Linked DNA regions of Zea mays: region 2 is linked to region 1. A link is a contact called in public Hi-C data. All regions are on one chromosome and are shown on one strand. Each heading gives the region's core, a stretch centred on a gene start, on an enhancer-like site or on the middle of the called end of the contact. The rest is flanking DNA. Distances are from core to core; before and after follow the strand shown. Region 1 holds the start of LOC100285376 (RING-H2 finger protein). Region 2 holds the start of LOC100285814.

The links. Hi-C and Micro-C count contacts between places; a contact is called where the count stands out from the background.
Region 2: a contact with region 1 is called in a Hi-C map of tassel, with 2.7 times the contacts expected there. The contact joins the promoter of LOC100285814 here to the promoter of LOC100285376 in region 1. A contact is called at or near these places in 8 of 25 Hi-C or Micro-C datasets (bundle sheath, ear, endosperm and 3 more).

What each region holds. Positions count from the first base shown.
Region 1 is chr1:187,393,899-187,399,286 of Zm-B73-REFERENCE-NAM-5.0, reverse strand. It overlaps LOC100285376 (RING-H2 finger protein), which reads left to right and starts at 3,535. Exons shown (of 1, transcript NM_001158269.2): 1 at 3,535-4,378. The coding sequence starts at 3,704. The coding sequence ends at 4,144.
Region 2 is chr1:187,888,154-187,893,434 of Zm-B73-REFERENCE-NAM-5.0, reverse strand. LOC100285814 reads right to left here and starts at 3,557. Exons shown (of 1, transcript NM_001158704.1): 1 at 2,692-3,557. The coding sequence starts at 3,476. The coding sequence ends at 2,874.

The DNA of each region.
Region 1 (5,388 bases), core at 2,286-4,785:
GGGGATGGGGATGGGATGCTATAACCCGATGGGGAATTACCCATTGACATCTCTAGGTAGAAGGCACTCGTGTCGTGTACGAGAAGAATGCGAATTTCTATTTTTAAAAAATCAAATAAAATTCGACCGTATTTATACTAACGTATTAATACTAATTTTGAAGTTTGCTAATTAATTGTGGACCAAGTTACGCTCGTGTACTATGTAAAGAAGAAATATAAATAAAATTAATATTGGATGGTAGTTGAGTTAGTTGATGATGAAAGTATATAATATTGTTGTGGTGGGGTATAGAGGATTGATTTAGGGAAAACCGTTGTAGAGCGTGGAGATATAGGAGGGAGAGAGAACGCTGACGTGGCACGTGAGTGGGATATAGAGGAGAAATTTAGAGGAACCGCCGAAGACAGTCTTACCATCCCTTCTACCATGTATTCTATTATTTATTTTTACCTCTCTTCTATCCACTCCTAACTCTCCGTCAGCCAGCCAAAGCCAAGAGAAGGGAAGAGGGGAGAAAATATCGGTGCGCTAGATATATGTGAGCTCCTAGCCAGCCGAAAACTTACAGCGCGCAGACAAGTGATATACATCAAACTTGAGTTGAAGAGTAACTTTTTATGAACTCCATCAGAAGAATGAATATGTTCCCTAGATTTGTCATTGTTATAAATTTGGATTTCGTGGTTCTATATCGTTTTTCTAACTTTTCAGGGAATAGAGTTGTCCTTTGTTTAATCTGAAGTCATTGAAACTGTTCTAAACTGACCTTGTACTTGGTTTTTAATACAGTTTTTTTTATTTTAGTAAAGGTTTAAACACACGGATACATCTCGAATTGTACAACTTAAACCGAAGATACTTATGTTATTCTTATATAGCAGCTTTAATAATCGTATAAATCTTTTTTAGAGGTCCATGTAAAGTAAAAAATGAATTATATATCTTTTTATCTTCCAACCAAATCAGGCGTCCACACCTGTGTGCCTGTGGTGTGCACGGCGGCGAGCGGCGATACGACACGACACCCGTGTGTCCGGGACGCCGTGTCAGCATGCGCGAGCGGCGCCTCACACGTAGCACGCGCACGCGGCGGTGGCTGGGCGCGCGCCGGTGCCGGCTGCCGCCTGCCGCAGGATCCCGGCAGAGCCAGCGTCCAGCGCACTGGGCAGTGGCTGGTTCGGTGGCTCCCGCCCACGTGAGCCCACGCCGCGACGGTGGGTCACCGCGGCGGTGTGGGCGGGCGCGGGCTCCATGTCGAGGGAGGCGTGCACGGGCACGACGGCACGCGCCCAGGACCCAGACCACCACCAGTTTCAGACTTTCAGTTGGGTTCGATCGGCTGACGGCACCCCCGTCCATCGGCGCCACGTGAGCGATCGGGCCGGTGTGGCCGCGCGAGCGCGATGCCTCTGGCTGGCTGGCTGGTTTGCGAGTTGGTCTGGTGCGGACACTGGCTGGCTGCCAGTTGCTCATTTGCACGTCAGACGTGTGCGTGACGTACTGATGCAGTACGATATTTGGGGCGCGTGACGTATTTTCCGGGACTTTTTTTTTGTTTGTGTGTCACATTGGTTGGACTTGGTCGCCGCCCCCGCGGTGTCTGTGACGCCGACGTGTTGCTCCCGCACCGCACCGCTGGAATGCAAGATACGGCAGCGGGATTCTGGGCTGCTATTACTTTCTTTTTCTAGCGCCACAGTCCACAGCAACAAGCACAGTACGAGACAGAGATGTCCGCCGTGAACTCGACGGAGCAGAGCGCACCACGCCGGTGTCCGCACGCCGACGCGGAGAGCGCGCGGCGGGCACGGTGCATGCATCAGCACAGGAGTCCAGGACAGACAGACAGCGAGGGGGCTGGGCGTGGCCGTGGCCGTGGCCGGGGGCCCGTGCGCGTGGTGACGTGTCCGCGCCCGTCCAAGTGTCGCACGCGCGCGCCGCATGGGCCGGGCCCGGACAACGCGACACCAACCACTCGGTTCTTCCACTCCCGGCCCGCTGCCGGTGGACCGCAGCAAGAGCAACAGAGGTGGTAGCTACGTGCCCAGCTGACATGCATGCACCTAACAATTACCACCTCTGGGCGGGATTATCTTTACTTTATCTCGAGAGGCAAAAACCACTGTGAAAATCCCGCTTGTCAGTACTTGCAAATCATGCCACGCCACAGCACGGTCTCAAAAAACCACAGCCGACCATGTAAATATAGAAATATTAACAACAATAGAATGATAGATATATTAACAATGTAATGTAACCACGCGGTAAACCAGCAAAAACCGCGTAGAGATTTTTCTCCGCGCGGGCGATGGCGACCGGCCGGCGTCTCCTCCTTGCTGACTGGAAACGGAGAACAGGTGGCGTCATCGCGGCGGACGGGACGAGCGGTGGAGGCGCACGTGTCGCGCATCCGGGACCCGGGGTTCGACGTGGCGGCGTGGCGTCGGTGTCAGTCCCTTTCGTGCTCGCCAGTGGTGTCACCGGTGCAAGTAAAGTAGCGCGCACCACCGGCGGCGAGCGTGTGCACGCACGCATCCGAAGGAGAAGCTTCCAAACAGACAGACTCTGCTAGCTACTCAAACGTGGATGGCCATGGCCGGCACCGGGCTGGGTGGTGGAGCTCGGCGAGAAGGAAAACAAAAACAAAATATCAGCAATTTTACATCAGCTTTAATAATGTTTTATTGAAATGGTTCCATTTGCTTTGTTGCAGCGGGCCTTGGTGTCTGGTCTCCTTTAGCCATGCCCTGACGATCTTATCCAGTAGCAGCTGCAGTGAATGCATGTTCTGGACCATTGCTTTCCTCCTCTTCTTCATTTTTTTTCAGCGTTATCGACTTGGCGGCATGCATGTGTGGACCATTTTGATTTTCGATCTGAACTGGTTATAAAGGGAAACAAATTATTTGCTATATTTTAAATGCTTAAAATATAATGTATTTTTAGATATTGTAACTCTAAAATTCATCTTAAAATACAAAATTCTAAGAAAATAAGTGGATTCATAGAAAACAAGTTATGGCTGTCTCTAGCCGCCTTTCACTCTATTTAAACTTCGCTTGTAGAATAGTATGGACTACGAGTTTAAAAATAGTATTTTATATGATCATATGTACAAGCGCAACCTTAGTCCATCTCCGATAACTTACTCATTTATATCTATTATTTACAACTCTATTTTATATAAATAGTGCAATCTATAGCGTAAAATAATATTTTAGACGATCGTATATATATTATTAGTTGTCTATAGCCCTATTATAAATAAAAAAATAAGCGTTGCATCCAGGGGTGGATTTAGAAAGGGCGAAGGAAGAGCCTAAATCCTCGCTTATTTCTATATTACAAGTAGTAGATTTTAAAAAATTATCATAAATATCTCTCAACCTAACTTAAATGTTTTCACTCTAATATTTTAGTGATTATCTCTGTACTTCCACTGTTATTTGTGTTGGATCTGCCTCTGGGCCGCCACCACGCACGCACCGGCACCGCCTATAAATACTTGTGGCAGCCCTCGCCGAGCTGCTCCTTCCACTGCAGGTTCCTAACCCCCACCCACCTCGCCCAAATTGCAACCTTCCCCGAGTGCTCCAGGTCCCGTGGCCGGCCCCCAGATCCTCTCCAATCCCAATCCAAGTATCGAACGGATCCCATCGGTGGCGCTCGAGCGAGCGAGTGCGGCCGGAACCGAGCGAAGATGGGCATCTCGAGCATGCCGGCGCCCGAGGACAGCCTGCTGGGGTTCGTGCTGTACAACACGGCGGCGTCGGTGGCGATCCTGGCGGGGCTGGTGCGCGCCGCGCTGCTGTTCCTGGGCCTGGCGGCGGCGGCGGAGGACGAGGAGCCGCGGCAGCAGGCGGAGGCCGTGACGGTCACGGCCGTGGGGCCCAGCCTCGCGGACCGGTTCCGGAGCAGGTTCCGGCCGTCGCGCTACGGGCGGCGCCGGGGCGGGGACTGCCGCGTGTGCCTGGTGCGGTTCGAGACGGAGTCGGTGGTGCAGCGGCTCCCCTGCGGCCACCTCTTCCACCGCGCATGCCTCGAGACCTGGATCGACTACGACCACGCCACCTGCCCGCTGTGCCGCCACCGCCTCCTGCCCCCCGCCGCTGCCGCCGACGAGGTGCCCCGGATTGCCTGATTAGCGCCCTAGGAATTGAGAGTAGGCGTAGCACTCTGCACCTCGCAGCAGCAGTGTCTCTGTACAGGTTTTTTTTTTCTTTTCCTTTTTGTTCGGGGGAGAGAGAGGACAGAACGGAGATTGAAGGAAGAAAATGGTGGCAACAAAGCTGTTCCCCTTTCGTTTCTCCGAAGCTCTCTGTTGTCTTTATTCATTCCAAAAGTATAATCTACTCGTATGAACCAAGTACTAAAATCCTGCTTGCTTACGCACCAATCTAACAAGAGAAATCTGGAGTTGGTTGCCCTTGCCTCTTCTCTTGATCTGAGCAAGGCCCCCCAAAAAAGGATACTAGTGGTATTTATTGTATTTATATGTAATCAAGTAGGTTGGGCAAAGAGAAGGTAACGAAACGGAGGAATGTTCTAGCGGCGAGGCGAGGCGAGGCGACGGCTGATATTTTGGGCGAGGAGGCGACGGCTGCCGGAGGGAGACGCGGCATCTCACGCTGTTCTCTTCTTTATTATAGATAGATAGAGACGCGACCTTACCAATAATATATTTCAAATCAAATAATAGTATTGATGTTCACGAATAATTAATTTATTCCTAATAAAATAAGGGTAGCTGTAGTGTAGTATTATAACAGATGCTTTAGCAAATACTCCTAGCTAATAGTCTCTCCTAACACATTACACATAATATGAAAACAGAAGACGTGAGAGGAGGAAAAAGCTAACGGCGGCTGTGATTTTTGGTGGAGGAGCTATATTTGTAATTTGTCTAAATCACACACGTGTGTGTGTGTTTTGGAGGACTAGAACACTCGGTCCTTTCCGCTCACCGTTCCGCCGTGGTGTGGCCGGCAAGACCCTCCTATCTCCGCCCGCTCCGATGGTGTTGTTGAACACAAAAAGGATAGTCCGCCGATGGTGTTGTTGAACTCGCACCGGTGGTGCGGACGATCCGCACGCGTACGCGGCATTAGTTAGGTTTCAAGTTTTTGCGAGATTTATAGCTAAACCACAGATTTAATTTGAGATACGAATTATAATGGATTCAGATCTTCCCTCTATATATATACGGAGGACTATGACCAATTGAACATGAATAATCAATTACATCTTGTTTTTAACTTATGCATTAGGAGTAATTGTAGTTTAGCCATAATTTAGCCTTTCTCTACCCATAATTCCCCACCTCCCTTCGGCTCTACATCGATTAGAGGCGTCTAGAATGGTCTGTCGACCCTAAACAAGGCCTAG
Region 2 (5,281 bases), core at 2,308-4,807, 490 kb before region 1:
TGCAGGATCACCATGGTTATTAAAACGGTAAAAATTTAAAACGTTATGAACCAACTTTTAACATTTAAACGTTTAAACAAACGTTGAAACCTCTTTTCAGACTTGACAACTTTTAACATTTAAACGTTTAAACAAACGTTGAAACGTCTTTTCAGACTTGACATAGAAGTTCAAATATAAAATAAGTTCATATATAAGTAGAGTAATTGAGTTAACAAACCAAATAGCATAAAAAGAAACAGATCAAATTCAACAACACAAGTTCAACCACACAAGTTACAACTTTTATGCAGGATCATTAACCATCATCGAACTAAATAGTCTTCACCAAAATCAAAATAATGTGGTTATGTCAAGGAAACATGTGTGGGGTCAGTAGAACTCATGATCAATAGGCATATGGCCAACACTTTTTTGCTGAAGACAACCAAAGCGTGAGTTTTCGTTAATCAAAGGCTAACACCAATGTTTTTTTACAGATAAATGATTTCCATAAAAAAACAAGATAATGTGGTTTATGTCAAGAAAACATGTGTGTGATAAGTAATAGGAGACTGACACACGATCAATCAGCATATGGTCAATATTTTTGGCCAAAAACGAACAAAGCATGAGTTTTGAATAATATCGTAACATATGGATTTTTTACCGATAAAAGGTCTCCACCAAATGCCAAATAATATAGTTTATATCGAGAAAACATGTGTGGTGTAAGTAATAGGAGACTCTCATTCACAATCAGTAGGTACGATCAATAGGTACAAGGCCATCATTTCTGGCCAAAAACGAGCAAAGCGTGAATTTTCTTTAATATCGAAGGCTAACACGTATGAATTTTAGACCGGTAAATAGTCTCCACCAAAAACCAAATAACGTGGTTTATGTCATGCAAATATGTGTGGCGTAAGTAATAGGTGACTCACATATGATCAATGGGCATATGACCAATATTTTTTGGAAGAGAACAACCAAAGCATGAGTTTTCACTAATATCGAAGGCTAACACATAAGAATTTTTGATTGATAAAAGGTGTCTACCAAAAACTAAATAATGTAGTTTATGACAAGGAAACATGTGTATTGTATGTAATAGGAGACTCTCACTCAAGATCAATAGGCATGTGGCCATCATTTCTCGCCGAAAACGGATGAAGTGTGAGTTTTATCAAAGGCTAACACTTATGAATTTTTGAAAGATAAATGGTATCCGCCAAAAAAGAAAGCGTGAGTTTTTGTAATATCGTAGGCTAACATTTATAGATTTTGATCGATAAATGGTCTCTACCAAAAACAAAATAATGTGGTTTATATCATGTAAACATATGTGAGGTAAGTAATAGGTCACTCACTATCAATGGGCATATGCCAGCATTTTTGGCTGAAAACAGCCAAAGCCTGAGTTTTTGTTAATATCGAAAACTAACACATATGAATTTTTTAACGATAAATGGTCTCCACCAAAAACCAAATAATGTGGTTTATGTCATGAAAGCCTGAGTAATTAATAGAAAACGCTCACTCACGATTAATGGACGTATGACCAACATTTTTAGCAAAAAAGAGCCAAAGTCTGAGTTTTCGTTAATATCGAAGAAAAAAAAGCTTGAGGAAAATTAAAAGAACAAAAAATAAAGATGCATCCCCATTTCAGCACATATACTTACAGAATATAACGGGACAAAATCATGGATACGTAGAGTTTCGACCTGAAAAAAGTCTTGAGAAGAAGCGGCTACTTGGACAGTTAACCAAATGTCACTAGTCATTTGTTCAGACAGGCCAACCGTTAACCAAATGAACACCAGGGGCCACTAGTCATTTGTTCAGACAAGCCACCATTTCGTCCAACTTGAGGAAAATAAACATGAACCTCAACGCCCACAAAGCACCAGAAAATGTATGGAAGTTTCCATAGCAAACACAAACTCCGGATCTTTGCATAGCTGCCACCGCAAAGAGCACTGCAAGGAAGTAAACTCTCCATAGCTCGGCTACCACAACAGTGGACTCAAACTATCCCAACCCAACGAGGAACATGATATACATCCATCTACAATATGGAAATTCGGCAAAATATACCAGCCTGAATATATTCCAAGATGAATCAGGGAACACATTCATACTCTGGAAAATGAGCAAACATAAGGTCCCTGAAATTATTCCAAGAAGGAACACCAGGAAAAAACAAATAATTTAATGATACAGAGAATGGGGACTAATCAAATATTTGTGCTACCAACAAGCTTGAGATTACATGAAGCCCCCATAGCATTACAATTGGAAACGGTTGCTTTTCTAGCCTACAAAAATCTAAAGAGCAGCATGACATTGCTCAACACAAGTATACATGAGTAATTTTACGGTAGTTGGGAGTTGGACAAGGTAAGGGCCTGTTTGGATACAGGGGCTAACCACTGGCTAGCTAAAAATTAACCCTAGTTAGCTCTAGTTCATCCAAACAGGAGGGCTAATAGATGGGCTAATTTTTTAGACAACTCTTCAGTTGGCTGTTAGTGATATCCAACCTTGGCTAGTTTAAGCTGATTTTTAGTCCAACTAGTAACTACTATTGACTCATCCAAACATGCCATAAGAGTACCAGCACTAATGATTAATAATCACGACAAGCATGACATGTACCATAACCATCACACAGCCTCACTCTTAATTACGAGCAGCCATCTCTCTGTAATCAGAAATGGAATCACTTGTTACGGAACGGGAGGCACATCAGATGATCATCAGGTCATCGAGTTATTGGGTGGCAACAACAGAGCATGGGTAACAACAGGGCACTCTCAGTAATAATAATAGTTTACTAAAAACCCGCAAAGGCTGCATGGAAGCGAAACCATGATAAGGAAGCAAATTCGTTACTGCGGCTGGACGTAGTAGTAGCCCATGGGATCGGCGGCGGGCAGGCCGGCGGCGGGGTGCGGGATCCCGGCTGCTCCCATGGCGGCGGAGTCGGCGTCCTTGGCCTCGTCCCGCGGCACGATGTCGACGAGGAAGTCGAAGACCTCGGTGCGCGCGACGGCGGCGGCGATGTCGGACTTCTGCAGCGTGCGGCGCTTGTTCTCCTCGGCGTGTGCCCAGCCGCGGTGGGTGAGCTCGAGGATGAACATCTCGCAGGCGCGGGAGAAGACGACGGGCGCCTCGGCGGCGATCATGCGCACGTCCTCGTCGGCCTTCATGATCTTCTTGATGCGGGCGAGCGGCAGGTTGTGGTTCTTGAAGTCGGTGGTGGCCTCGATCTCGCGGTATTGCTCCGCCCAGAATAGCTGCTGCTGGTGCGCCGCCGCGGCGCCCTGCTGCGAGGAGGGGGGCGCCGGCGGCAGGGGAGGAGGAGGGTAGAGCGCGGCCGCCGGCGCGTGCACGTACGGCCCGGCGGGGTACGCGGCGCCGGGCGGGGGAGGATACGCGATGGGCGCGCCCATCACGGGGGGCGGGGGAGGGGTGGTGGATTTGGGCTCCATTGCCTAGGGTGTTCCGGCGGTCAGGGGAATGAGATAGTGACGGGATTGGGTTTGGGGAGGTGGCTTTGGCTGAACAGAGGTGAAAGGAGAGACCTTTTGCGCCGTGGCTGTGGCTGTGCTGTGTTGGCAACTCGGCATCGGCATCTTCCCCATTAGAAAGTGGCATGTCAGTTGACCGAGAACACTAAAAAATATAAATCCTCATGTTAGGTCCTGTTTCCCTACAGGATTATGCAATCCAGCTTATTAGATTATGGTGCTGTTTGGTTCACGAAATGTAACGTAAAGAGTAATGGTAATGGTTTACACTTGATTACGGGCGGTAACAAGTTTGAATAGTCCGGTATCAAATTTTAGTACGGTATCTGATTACGGTTGGACTAAAATAAACATGATTTAACGTAATCACTTACCCATTACATTACAAATATTTGAACCAAACGGTACCTATATGAAACAACTCTGTTTCCCTCCAGGATTATATAATCCAGCTTATTAGATTATATGAAACATCCTAAATATCTATATTTTCACCATTAATAATATTGATAATCATATGAGGTAGAACAATAGTATTATGAGTAAGTTGTGCTTTCATCGTTAATAACAACGACAGCAGTATGAGTAAGTTGTGTCATCGGTCAAAAGTGAATGCAAACTGATCTTATACCCTGATGGAAATTTCAACTGATAAGAGCAAAAAGGTTGTGTGACTATAGGAACAACCACCTCATCTGTCCCAATCTATGCCACAATCAAAGCAAATTTAGATTCGATCTAATAGTCATATCGCATATATGCAAATCATCCAGATCAAAAACACACATGAAGAACTCTAATATCACTTTAGAAAATGGAAAATGGGTACACTACTCACTAGCATATCTAGCGTGTTTAACCAAAATAACATGCGAGTATGTGATGGATCGTTGCCCACTAGACATGTAGCGCAACAGAAGAAGAGCGTGAGAATATAGTGTAAGCAACATAGATCTTCGAGTACCACAAGCGACATGTTCACATGTTGCCGGCAAACATTGTAGCAATAACATCAGCATCTCCACAATATCCACACACACTAATGCTAAAAAGTTTAGAGTACATACAATTATTGTGCAATAGAACAATTGTTATGAGGCCATGCTTTCTTATTTGTAAGGAACACTGCCACTCAAGTTCTTTCCACAAATAACCTGATGCATATTTTCTTCGCATCTTACCTACTTTTATCTTCCTTTCTTTATAAAATATGGTTGAGATTTTCTTTTTAAGAAACGGTTGAAGCTTCATGACTAGTTATGATGGCAGCAAAGCTGACATGTGTTGCTGCCATGTGCATTTGGCCAAACCTTCATAACTTGCACTGTCAAGTAGACAAACATAAAAACATTTTTTTTGTCGAAACAATATTTGTTACAATCGACCTTTCAATTAAATTGCTGCAGTCATGCCGATATTACTGGTTCTATGGTTCTAGGTAGAGATGGCAATGGGGACCCGATTCCCCGCGGGGAATTCCTCCATTAGGGGATGGGGAAGAAACTTCCCCCGCGGGGATATAAATGGGGAAAATTTATCCCCCGACGGGTAAACGGGGATGGGGACGGGGAAGCATTCCTCATTCCCGTTCCCCGCGGGGACCTATTAAACTTGCACGTGGCTATGTTTTTGTGTACTAGTTAACGACAAAAATAAATAATTACCTTGTCAAGAGACACTAATTGTACAAATGTGTTCATTTTGATATATGCCATAATGACTTCTTATATCCGATAATGTGTATAAGTGACAATGTTTAACATTAA